Regions from separate parts of the Sus scrofa genome. Here region 2 is linked to region 1. A link is a contact called in public HiChIP or PLAC-seq data. All regions are on one chromosome and are shown on one strand. Each heading gives the region's core, a stretch centred on a gene start, on an enhancer-like site or on the middle of the called end of the contact. The rest is flanking DNA. Distances are from core to core; before and after follow the strand shown. Region 1 overlaps PDZD2 (PDZ domain-containing protein 2). Region 2 overlaps PDZD2 (PDZ domain-containing protein 2).

The links. HiChIP or PLAC-seq counts read pairs in DNA pulled down with a chosen protein or histone mark.
Region 2: an H3K27ac HiChIP or PLAC-seq map of skeletal muscle shows a contact between it and region 1. The contact joins two enhancer-like sites. A contact is called at or near these places in 6 of 47 Hi-C or Micro-C datasets (brain, embryonic fibroblasts, heart right ventricle and 3 more) and 1 of 2 datasets of contacts at active chromatin or transcription factors (skeletal muscle).

What each region holds. Positions count from the first base shown.
Region 1 is chr16:18,123,720-18,130,301 of Sscrofa11.1, forward strand. All of the region lies in intron 2 of PDZD2 (PDZ domain-containing protein 2), which reads left to right. Among named protein-coding and RNA genes, the nearest start is that of PDZD2, 190 kb to the left of the region's middle. Within about 2 kb of position 1,777, at least 41 of the 83 cell types and tissues checked have an H3K27ac peak or open chromatin away from gene starts, as enhancers often do. A contact at or near this core is called in retroperitoneal adipose tissue, skeletal muscle and subcutaneous adipose tissue, where this site is marked.
Region 2 is chr16:18,333,442-18,339,679 of Sscrofa11.1, forward strand. It overlaps PDZD2 (PDZ domain-containing protein 2), which reads left to right. Exons shown (of 33, transcript XM_021077090.1): 27 at 1-143; 28 at 146-1,814; 29 at 2,845-2,962. Among named protein-coding and RNA genes, the nearest start is that of MTMR12, 200 kb to the right of the region's middle. Within about 2 kb of position 1,385, at least 17 of the 83 cell types and tissues checked have an H3K27ac peak or open chromatin away from gene starts, as enhancers often do. A contact at or near this core is called in retroperitoneal adipose tissue, skeletal muscle and subcutaneous adipose tissue, where this site is marked.

The DNA of each region.
Region 1 (6,582 bases), core at 527-3,026:
CTGAACTCGAAACTGGTTTTCATGAAACATTTCCTTCATGTGTTGAAGCCAATTTGGATTCTCTTAGCATATCAGCAATCCCCACTAAATTAATATTATTTGTAGATGCTGGGTGTGCATATAGCAATTTTAAGTATTATTTAAACCAGACCTAGGAGAAAATTGGAGGCCACACTTTAAGCACCCCTTTGTTTACTGAGCCATTGATCTCTTTTCCAGTCCACGGTGAAACCCGGTGAGGGAAAAGACAGACCAGATCATATCTTTCTGGCCTGCTGATGAGAATGTCATATGTCCTGAAATTAAGATATTATACAGATGTGGTCAGATTTTAATTCTTAGCACATACACACTCTGAGCTTGGGCAACAGAATTGGTGGGGGAAGAGGGGGCTATTTGCATTATGCTTCAAATCATGGATTTACTTTAAACAGCATTGGTTTGCACATCATAAATTACATACCAGATGGAAGGAAGAGAGAAAGTTAGCAGAAAACTGTCAGTGGAGAAAGCAATCCGAAGGGAGAAAGGGAGCACTCATGAAATTATTACTAGAAGATTATTCAATTTGAACCGAACTCCCATAAAATGTATCAGATACCGAGATGCCACCTAAAAGTATGCTAATGACTCTCCCAGGACCACCACCTCCTGGCCGACAGGAAAAGGGAAGCAGGGAGGAGCTGTTGTTCCCTGGGACCCATAATGCCTGGAAGGTGGCCACTGTTTATCAGAGAGCACTGATACACTTGGCTGTTTCTAAAATCACCAGCCTAACTTGCTTTGACCCAGGAATTGCAGTATTTTGAGGACTGCTTGTGGAACTTGTTCTCACTGGGCACATATACTATCCTCCTGAATGCCGTTGTCATTGTTGGTTGAAGTGCCCATACCTCCTTGAGATACACTTTATCCCGTAGTTTTTTCTTCCTGCACTTCCAGTGTACTGCCCATCTCTGGGTTTGCTGTCATGCCAAACTGAAGGAAGCAACTGGGGGTAATTTCAGGACTGGTGATTAAGATCATTATTTACCATGTGCTCTGTGGGCTGCTTCTGAGAGTGGGCAGATGTCCAGGCAGGCCTGGGCATGGGTTAGCCCCTCCCAGGCTCTCATTACCCTTTCCAGGGGCAGTAATGGTGAACTGAAGCCTTCCTTTGCCTCCTCCTTTATAATTAATTGCTTTGAATTCTATTGCAGAGCTAATTTACTTTAAGGGGCTGCTGGATGCCCAAGAAGAGAACCAGAGCTGAGAGATAAAGGGTTGGGGAGTGGGACTGGGGCAAGATTCTAGTATGAACCCCAAGGAGTGGGGTGAGTGTTGTGCCTGTCTGGCACAGGGTTTCAGGTTATGGGGACATTTGTGCCATTCAATGGCAGGAGGTTCTGTACCTCTAGCTTCCCCTGGGAGCTCCAACCTGGATCCCTTTCCAAGCCAGGTGAAAATGTGTTTTGAGCAGAAGTTCCTTAATGGTTTGAGGTTTGGCACAGCAACGATTTTCCTTTTCAACAAGTGTTCAAAGTGGGGCGAAAGAATAAAATACAATTGAAATTCTGCAAAGCAACCTCTTTGGGCAATGAACCGTGGGCGATCCCCCCACCCCAACCCCGCCAGCCCCCACCCCTGCTCTAAGAAAAGCAAACACCCTTTTCCTGTCTTATTTGTATTCCCATTAATTGAAGACAGGAAGCCCTCGGTGGGTGTGATGTAAACAATTCAGCCTCGTGGGTCGGGCTTCCTCATCAGTTTGCAGCTGGAGAGATGGCTGCGCGGCCCAAACCCATTCATGCCTCTCCCGGGGACGACTTGTTGACTGAACCCAGCAGAAGACGGGAGGGGCCCGGGAGCAGGAGAAGGTATAAAGGAAATGCTTAAGTTGTGCAGTCACCGGCGATTGTAATTCAGCAGTGGTAAATTTGGTTTCTCCGGCAGAAAGAATCTGACTGCAGCTCTCTGGAAAGTTGCCTGATATCCTGCCTGGTGTGATGGTTGTGATTCTAGTTTGGGGCTCCCCCTCACCCCACCCCCAGTAAGAACCCATGCTGCTGCTGATTATGAAACGGAGCGGTTATGAAATGAATCGATGTCGGGGAGGTGGAGCTAATCGCGGCGGCCGGAGGGAGAACTTTTGACCGGGCGAGGGTATCTGGGCAGGGCGTTTTCTCCTCCAACCTGCTCCCGGTTACCGCTGGAAGCTCCGGGGCACTTGATGGGAACAAAGGTGTCGGTCTCAGAAACCCCAAACGCCCTGAAAGCTCCCCGGGGCGGTTCCTTTTTCCCTGCGAGGGGAGTGACCGGGGAAGGGGTTCTGGAATGCCGTGGAGTTTTGACAAGTGAGCAGGGGAGTGACGAGCCGAGCCGGGATTCCATTACAGTCTTTTCATAACCTTCCAACCGGGGCTGGAGGAGGGCGGAGGGGGCCTCCCACGGACCCATAGCGGACGGAGGGGAGCGTTCGGGACTCCCGCAGGGACCGTGCTGCGCAAGGACCGTCGGGGGGCGCGCGTGGGGCCGAGTCCCAGGCCGGGCGCCCGCCCCGCCCCGCCCCGCCCGCGGCCGGCAGGTGATTAGGCTCCGGCGCGCGCGCCCCGGGGCGTGTGAGCCCAGCCCGGAGGATTATCCCGGGCCAGCTGCTCCTGGCCGAGCCTCCACCGAAGGCGTCGAGAGGAGCCCCCCCGAAGGTGACTTCAAAACTGGAGGTAGGAATCTGCTTAGCAAACAAAAACCTCAGGCTTCCCCATCCGATCTGGGTTGGGGTGCCGCCGGAGGCAGCAAGCATCAATGTGGAAATTGAGCCACGGCCTCGGAGAAACGCAGCAGCGCACTCCCGCACGCTGAACGCATCTCACAGATCAGTTGGGGGGGGGGGGGTCTTGCTTTTGACTTGGGGGATTTGCATGTTTAGAGATGATTTGTGTTTCTCGGGAGGAGTAACCAACCGACTTGGAACTGGTTTATCCGTCGCTAGCCAGAAGGAGGCGTCCTGAGTGCATGCGAGGGGCGGGGCAGGGGCGCTGGGGGAGTTGGGGGGACCAAGGGACAAGTCTGGAGGGGCTCCAGAGCCACGGTTATTTCAGTCATTCCTGATAAGAGGTGCTGTTGAACCCCAAGAAGCGGAAGCCGGTGTTACACTGCCCTTCTCCCCTTGCTCCCCGCTACGGCTTTCAGGGAAGGAATCTGGGGTAGAGCAAAGCTGAGGCTTCCACCAGCAGGAACTGTTTATAACCCCTCAAGTGGTCATGATCTCCTTTGGGGGCAGATCGTTGCGGTAAACTACTAAACACCCTGCTTGGGCAACCTCCCCCACCACTGATGCATAGACTGTTTTGATTGAAGCATCCACAAATCAAAGATTTTAAAAAACAATGCGTGTTTAGGAAGAGAATGACACTTTCTGTCATGTTGCTACTCTCTCATAAGCCGTTTATAAACACTGGGAGTGAAATAAGTCAAATTTTCTCTCATGATATGGGAGGGAAAGATGCGGGAACTACAGCTGTCACCCTGGGAACCACTTCTGGGAGAATAGATTCTGTGAATGTAAATAGTAAATACTTTCCATAAAAATAGGTCAAGCTGAGTTTCCTACCATAAGGGGGATGGCGTAAACTCTATGTGGAAGTATCTTGAAATACACAAAAATACGGTACTTTCAGGCTTTGCCCTTCGATACTGTTTTGCAGCTCTGAATTCACTCTGCAGGTGAATCAAAGTGAGGTTCAAGGAGATCTCCCTCCCACCAGTGTTAACCTGGCTGTCATATCCTCACTAACCTGTAGATGCACCGTGGCCTTCTTCTTTTGGCTGAGGTGTTAACAACGTTAACAGGATTCACCTGTAGTTAATTGCCTTCAGGATCGATGGTCAAACCTCTTGTCCCTCAGGTGCTGCCGTGAGGACTCATGGGTAGGGTGGGCTTTGGGAAACCAGACCTGTGTCAGGTTCTAAAGGCAAGAAAAGAGTTGTCGAAGTGGTTTACACGGAGGAAATGGAAATAGGATGCACCATAGAAAGAGATGGGGGGACCAACGTGGACTTGGGATTTCACCCCTGCCTGTGCCCTTTCAGCCTTGAGCTCTGTGAGCTGGCGTGGCCGAACTTCATTGTCTCAGAAGATAGAGTCGCCGTCTTCCTAATCTAGGGGAAAGGAAGAGAGCCAGGCTAAAGAGCAGCAAAGTGTCCCCAGACGGCCTTTCTGCTTGCCTTCTCACTTCCCGGCGCCACACTTGGCTCCTACCGCTCCTCTGCTCCTACTGACCTCAGTAACTCCAGGCAAGGACACAGTTAGGAACTGTTTTCCTTGAAAAGAAATGGTGACCCCATTCCTGTCTGTTTACTGGGCCATTCTCTTCTCACCTGCTCTTGCCAGGTGCTCAGCCCCGCCTTCGGTAGCTCTTCTCTGTTTCCCAGAGGTTTTACAAACTACCTTTGCCTTCTAGCTGCAGGTTCTCCTGATCATTGCCTGAGTTCTCATTCTGGACTCTGATCAGTTGCCTGAGCTTCGCTTCTTTCCTTATCAAAGCTGTACAGATGCATAATTCTAAAGTCAGATATTTCTATAAGGCTTATTATTAGAAACAGCAGTCGTTTGCCCCACCTGTCACCAACCTTGACGCCTGTGCTCCAGAGACAACCAGTTCACCCCCTCTTTGTCCACATTGCTAAATAGCAGGTATGTCCTGCTTCACCTGGTTCATTGTCTGACCTGGCCCTCGGACCTCTTCCAAGCTGGCTTTGTGGCTCTTGGGACCTGGGCACAGCCATCCTCGAATCCCCTTTTATCGTCATATCAGGGGTTCATTTTGCTCTTTCTCAGGGGGCATCCCCTGTTTTGTAGACCCACGTCCCCCTTTTTCTTTGTTTCTGTTCTCTTGCTGATAAAACACATCTTCTATAAAGAAGTTCCCCAAAAGAATGCAATGGGAGATACATTTTTTGAGATCTTCCAAGTTTGACTGCTAGTTGAATCTGGTAAGAAGTCTGCATTGGAAATCCTTTGCCCTCTGAATTTGGAATGTGTTGCTCTTCCAGGCTCACTATTACCATTGAGAGATCTGTCATTCTAATTCCCGTTGCTTTGAATACCATTATTTCCCCTTCTCTGACAGTTTTCAGGATTTTCTTCTTGTCTTTGTGATGTCCTTTCTCTCTGTAATGAAGTGTCATTATAACATACCTCACTGCAAGTCTTTCTCTTCATTGTTTTACTTGGCTTTCAGTGGACCATCTCAGTCTGGAAATTCATGTACTTCGGTTCTGAACCATTTTCTGGAATGTTAAAAAAAAAAAAAGATGGTTTCTCTCTTCTTCTGGAAACACATTAAGTTGGAAGGGAGTCCTCACAGATTGACTCTCCAATTTTCTTACTTTTTCTCTTATATTTTCTATGTCCTTTTAATAAAAAATCTACTTCCTAGGAAATTTATCTTCCAAGATATATATGGAATTTTCCTATCTGCCATCAAATTTCTAATTTCCAAGAGTTCTTTAAAAATCTCCAGAATTTTCTGGAGTTCCCGTTGTGGCACAGGGGAAACAAATCCAACTAGGAACCATGAGGTTGCAGGTTCCATCCCTGGCCTCGCTCAGTGGGTTAAGGATCTGGTGTTACTGTGAGCTGTGGTGTAGGTCACATACGTAGCTCTGATGCTGCGTTGCAGCGGTGTAGGCCGGCAGCTATAGCTCCGATAGGACCCCTAGCCTGGGAACCTCCATATGCTGCGGGTGTGGCCATAAAAAGCAAAAAACAAAAAAAACAAAACTCCAGAATTTTCTTTTTATTACCTCCTGTTCTCATTTCACAGATGAAAATCTTTTCAACTTGCTGAGGACATTGATGACAGCTTTGAAGTGTCCTCCATTTCCTGTTCTGGTTCTTTTCCTCTGATTTCCTCTTAGTTTTTGTTTTGTGTTTATTTTCATTTTTAAATCCCTTGCATATTAAAGGCTTTCCTCAAATGTCTGGCAATCCCGGAACTGAGCACTGAAAAGTAAACTGGAAGGTCTGCATGCCTGGGTGGGGCTTAGACCCAGGGACAGTTCCACCTTACCAAGAAAGACACCTAGAACAGTGTTTCAGAATCTGGAACAATTCCTGGCACACCGTACACTTTCCATTCAGATTTGCCAAATAGTTGAATGATGCAGGATCTTGCTGGGGTCCAGGTAGTGGTGATTTGTGAAGAGCTCCCCAGGTGAGTCCCATGTACCCTGAGCATCTCAGCTATAGGATTATCCTGCTGAGCGGTTTCATCGAAGGATTCCCACCTGTTGGTGGAAGGTCTTTCCTCTCAAAGGAAACTGACTAGATCAAGACAAACCCTGACACAGAGGGGGATTGGTGGCTGCCATGTTCTATGTATGAGCCAGATGTAGGTGGAAACCAGGAGTCCAGCGTTAGGTATGGAGACCTTTGAGGATTCCCCTGTTTTTAAAGAATATCCACTTCCCTCAGCTACACTTGGTGTCTCTGAGTCCAGAATTCGGGTTACAATGCAGGTGGTCACTTGAGAGCCAGGGCTGAGAGAGGCGATGGGGATTTGACAGCTTCAGGCACAGATGCTCAGCCCTTCCTCCTGCTTT
Region 2 (6,238 bases), core at 135-2,634, 210 kb after region 1:
GTTCACGTCACCCTTGTCCTCCCCCAGGACTCTTCCTGAGCAAGGTGCCTGCGGTAGGCTCCACCCAGCTGTGCACTCAGAACCCAACCGAGGTTGCCCAGCAGCACCCAGGTCTCCGAAGTGTGGACCAGAAAGCAAGGCTCCCCTGCAGCCCCAGGGCCTGCGAGTCCCTTGGCACCAAGGAGTGGGTCCTCGGGGGCCAGCAAGTGGGAAGCCACCCCTCCCAGGCAGGGCCAGCGGCCCCAATCCAGCCACTTGGACTCAGCAGCAGAAGCCACCCAGGCTGGGGTGACTGGTGACAAAAGAAGCAAAGTGGCTGCTGGTGAGCCTCTAGAAAGAACTAACCAGCTGAAAATCATTGAGATCTCTTCTGAAAGGATGCCAAAGAACACATGTGGTGACAAGACAGCTGAGAGTGACAGACAGGGAGAGTTCTTGGCCCAGAGCAACTGTCAGGAGAAGAGTGAAGTCAGGCTCTGTCACCAGTCAGTGGAATCCTCCCCAAATCATCCATCCTCACTGACGCCTCGGACCTCCCAGGGAGAGCTGGAAACGCAGAGATCTTTCACCATGGCGAAACTGACTTCCTCCTCCTCCTCCCCGCAGCTGCCAGCTGGAAAGGCAGATCCCTGCCAGGGAAAGTCAGGCCAGATGTCAGACGCCCTTGGGACGTCCAGGAGCAGTGCACCAGCGGGCTCGGCACTGGATGACCATCCCTACTTCACGCCACGGCCAGCGACCAGGACCTACTCCATGCCAGCCCAGTTCTCCAGCCATTTCAGCCGAGAGGGGCACATCCTGCACAGCCCAGGGCGCACCCCCCGGGACAGCCAGAGCCCTGCCGCTAGCGGGGGCCACCTGGAGGCCAAGGCATCCAGAGGTGCTGTGCTGGGCCTGGTTAATGGACAGGGGATGTATAGCGTAAAGCCCCTGCTGGAGACGTCGAGGAACCTTCCAACCACAGACGAAGGGGATGTCCTTTCAGTGCCGGAAACGAGCTGCCTGCTCACAGACAAAATCAAAGTCACCAGAAGACACTACTACGCAGAGCAGAACTGGCCCCATGAATCTACCTCATATTTCTCTGTGAAGCAGAGGATCAAGTCTTTTGAGAACCTGGCCAATTCTGACCGGCCTGTGGCCAAGTCCGGGGCCTCCCCTTTTCTGTCGGTCAGCTCCAAGCCTCCCGTTGGGAGACGGTCATCCGGCAGCGTGGCTTCCGGGAGCCTCGGCCACGCCAGTGACCCAGTATCGAGGTCACTGAGACGCAGCTTGAGTTCCTGCAGCGAAAGCCAAGGTGAAGCCAGCGCCGTCGTCCCCCCGATGGCCAAGTCCCCGTCGAGCATGATGCTGACCATCTCCCGGCAGAGCCTGGTGGAGGCCGGTAACAAGGGCTCTGACTCGGACCCAAAGAGATGGCTGGGTCCTTCGGGAATCCCCACCCCAGCGGTGACCCCGGCGTCTCCCGCCAAGAGGAATAAGTCCTCCGTGCGTCACACCCAGGCCTCGCCTCTGTCCCGCTCGAAGCTGCAGGAGCTGAGAGCCCTGAGCATGCCTGACCTTGACAAGCTCTGCAGCGAGGACTTCTCAGCTGGGCCGACTGCTGTGCTCTTCAAAACCGAGCTGCAAATCGTCCCCCAGAGGTCACTTGGCTCCCCTCCTGGAGGCCTCAGGGGGTCCACCGCCTTTTCCTGCCCCGTGAAGGGCGCGGACAGGGCCAGCCCTAAAGCCACTGAGCCCAGGGCACCCAGTTCAGCCCCCAATATGAGTGAGATAACCCAGGATCTGCCTTCCGGAAAAAGCTGGTCAGTTAAGTAAGTGTCTGCCCCTCCTCTTTTATTTCTATAAACTTTTTTATGGACTAGTTTTAGATTTATAGAAAGTTGCAAAGGGAGTACAGACTTCCATGTATCCTTCGCCCAGCTCCTTCTAATGTTAACCTCTTACGTGGAGTTCCCATTGTGGCTTAACAGGTTAAGAACCCAACATAATGTCTGTAAGGATGTGGGTTCAATCCCTGGCCTCACTCAGTGGGTTAAGGATCCGGCGTTGCTGCGAGCTGCGGTGTAGGTCACAAATACAGCTCAGATCTGGCATGGTTGTGGCTGTGGCATAGGTCAGCAGCTGCAGCTCTGATTCAACCCCCAGCCTGGGAATGTCCACATGCCGCCGGTACAGTAGTGAAAAAAGAAAAAAAAAAATCTTACATAACCCACGGTCCGTTTGTCAAAAGTAGGAAGTTACGTTGGAAGAACACAAGTAGCTAAACAAAAGACTTGATTCAGATTTCTCTGAATAAATTTCACTGACGTCCTCCTTTTTTTATTCTAGCCTCTAATTTTGTTCTTAATATCATTACAGGAAAAATAAAGAGCCTGCAAGGAAAAGTGTTTGCCAAAATGTTGCTCTAAAGAGAGGCTTCTGTAGGGCAGGGCACTTAGGCAGAAGCGCTGTGAGAAAAATGGCAGGACAGGGGAAGCTCGGGGCCTTTGAAGGTGACTGAAATCTTAACAGGAAATTTCTAGGTTGTTTTAAAATATTTCACTCGAGCCTATAGAATATTTAATATGTCTGAGATTTTCTGTTAAACTCCAGAACATCCCCTAACATCTTGGAGGGATCCCAGAATCCATAGGAATTCCACTGCTGTCGGTAGTGAATGAAATTCCTGTTCAGCATGTGGGATTCTTCAAGCAGTTTGGAATGGGAATTGCGAGCAAAAGAGCTTGAAAATCAGAAAATACCTGCAATAATGTAGAAAGGAGATAGTTTTAAATGCATCCTAATAAAATGGAGAAATTGCTTTTTTCTTTAATATTCTTCAAATGCATTTATGTTATTTAGTTTGCATCAACTTCTGGTCTCGGCGGGGAACCAGCAAAGACTGCAGTCTGTTTTGACATCCGTGGGGTCAAAATCTACTGTCCTAACTCTCATTCAGGAAGCGAAAGCACAATCAGAGGTGAGTGAAATTCAGAAAACACAGGAAGATGGGACAGCCGCTACCTTAGTGCTCAGGTGAGCCCTTCAAGTGGCCAGTTCTGCAACTCAGTCTGACTTCTGTCTCACTTGCTTCAGAGGTTTGCTTGTCTTGAATTTTTAGTGTTAGATTGCTACTACCACTGATGTTTTAATTCCCTGGTAGAAACTGGTTACCATCCTGCCCACTTACCCCCCACACCTAGAATTTGTCTGCAGTGAATCCTTCAAACAGGGCTAGGCATCTGGTGGGGAACAGGCACAAGTACCTTTGTCCACCTAAGTGGACATAAACCATCTGTCAAGGGAGCCACCTGCTGGGCAAGTAAGAGTTAACAGCTGTGTAGCCCTACCTTGGCCCCAAGTATAAGAGCTTCAAAGAAGCTGAGTAGTCATTACAAGTCTTTCAATAAGTTGGCTGTGGCAATAAACAATAACAAAAGAAACCATGAGTTCATATCTAGAATGCTTCTCTGAAGCACTTTCTTTTTTTTTTTTTTAGGGCCACACCCGTGGCCTGTGGAAGTTCCCAAGCTAGGGGTCGAATCAGAGCTACAGCTGCCGGCCTGCACCACAGCCACAGCAACATGGGATCCAAGCCACGTCTTCGACCTATACCATAGTTCACGGCAACGCCGGATCCTTAACCCACTGAGCAAGGCCAGGGATCGAACCTGCAACCTCGTGGTTCCTAGTCAGATTCATTAACACCTGAGCCATGAAGGGAATTCTGAAGCGCTTTCATTTCTCAGAATGCCCCACAGAGATCTGAACCCTAACAAATGAATATTTTCTGTTTAGAGAAAAAAGCAAATAAGAATAATTTTTCTTGAGTGGCGCACTGTATCTGGCCACTGATATCACCCACAAACTTGTTCCAACAATTCTGTTACCCAGAAGAGCCATGACGTTGGCATCTAAGGAGTGAGCTGGCATGGAGAGGAGACAGGACACTAATTCCTTTCATCTTCCACTCCCTTCGGATTCTCAGCCCCGCTTTGGATCTGTGCGATGAGGAAACACCTTGAGACATGTGGCGTCTTTTCCTTTCAGTGAAAGGGGCTGGTCCATCCTCTCCCTTCCTCCTTCAACTCATGGCAAAGCATGAGAGTGTTACTCTGGATTTTGAGTCACGGTGGCCCAGTGGGTTCACACTCTGCCAGGCCCTCTTTGCTCCAGACATTTTACAGTCTGAGCTATACGGAGAAAACCAAAGCGTCTCAACCAACCTCACAGATGAGAGGCACATCATCAGGGAGCACAAACGAAGTAGAGACTTTTTGTTTGGAGAAGGTGGGTGCTGAGCACCACGGTGGGCTGTGCTCTGAGCCTCCCGCATCCCCTGCTCTGGCTCCATATTCACCACCAGCAGGTACCGTGGCTTTGTGTTGAAGATTATTCCTACTTTCATCAGAATGCAGCTTTCTTTTCCCTTTTTCTCTTACTGTCTTCAGATAGGAGCAGTGAGGAGAGATGTCCTTTCTCTGCCACCTTCAGACCAGAAGTTTCCAGCCTTGCTTTTTTCCCATGAGTGTGGTCTGTAGGTGTCAAAAAGGGAGCTGCATGCGATGACTCCATGTGGCCTCTGGAGGGCGCTGCAAGAGATTAGCGAGAGTCAGGAAACAAGCCCTGGTTTTGTGACTTCCACACGGGCAATTCCTGGAAAGCTCTTGAGGTGATCTATCTGGCTTCTCAGGGAGGCAGGTCTTGGCCTGACAGCTTCTGGCACACCTGTATCCTCAAACACAAGTGGAAAAAGAAAGAATTTGAAAAAGTTAAAATTTTTGGCGAGACGTCCTGGAGTGCAAGTGTCACATTTTCAAATATTCTGTCTCTTTGCTCCAATGAGGCATGTAAATATCTGAGAAGTATTTCAATTTCTGCATCAGACTTCCTGAAACTGCACAGAGATCATTTCCCAGACCACATGTTCCTGTTTTTTGTGAGAATGCCTAGTCATCATTGTTCTCTCCAGCAGTGTCTGCACATACATGTGCTTTGACCTGCCCATAAAGCCAAAAGCCCAGCCCCCAGCCCCCAAATTTCTGCAGGATATTGTAGTGTCAGCATATAGAGCTTTGGTTTGAATGAACTTGTTAAAAAGGTGTAAAGTGTTTGGGATGATTCTTTATGACTTAACTAAGAAGATTAAAAGCACTGTTTCTTTTAAATATTGAGTTCTTTCCCCAGCACAACACAGAGATGGTTTTTTTCTTCCAACATCTTCACTTTCTCTGTCAAAGCAATCCTGGAAGATTATTATTAGATTCTTTTTCTATCGCTGTGTTTGAGAACATCTCCAATTTGAATTATAAATCACTTCATGAGAAACCTGGCAACACAGATCTTTAAAATGATGCTGAATCATATCTACTGCGTGGGTTGAGGTCAAAATTCAAAATAATTAACCCAGCTAATTTTTTTCACTTTAAAATCTTTATTCCTGGAGTTCCTGTCATGGCGCAGTGCTTAACGAATCTGACTAGGAACCATGAGGTTGCAGGTTTGATCCCTGGCCTGCTCAGTGGGTTAAGGATCCAGCATTGCCATGAGCTGTGGTGCAGGTCACAGATGTGGCTTGGATACCCATTGCTGTGGCTCTGGCACGGGCCAGCATCTACAGCTCCGATTAGACCCCTAGCCTGGGAACCTCCATATGCCACAGGAAGTGGCTCAAGGAAAGGCAAAAAGACAAAAAAGAAAAAAAAGTCTTTATTCCAAAGGTATCTTTCAATTGATGCATGAAACACAAGACAGTCTTTTGTTACCTAATACTAGGAACCTACTAAGACTGTTTTAGTCTCAATATGAGTTAACAAATAGTTTTAATTTCCTTTTATTTTTCAACGCAGTTTGTGTTTTATGACTGCCAGCTTCAATGGCACCTGAAACCCAAAGAACTGAACATGGTGGGAGGGGACATAGAACTTACAGCCTCAATGTGCTCTTATTCTGTCTCTGGGCACCTCTGCTTCTCTCAGCTGCTGAGAACACAGGCTCTGCTCAATTATAGACTTAGAAAATTGTAAAAATCTCCTTCATGATTGAAATATGTGCTATGGAAGTTCCTGTTGTGGCTCAGCAGTGAGGAACCAGCTAGTATCCCTGAGGACACAGATTTGATCCCTGCCTCGCTCAGTGGGTTAAGGATCCGGCATTGTTGTGAGCTGTGGTGTAGGTCGCTATGATCAGATCTGGGGGGACACAGGCTGGTGCCAAGAATGGTTTCTAAAGTGTCCCTGTCCCTGCCACCATCCTG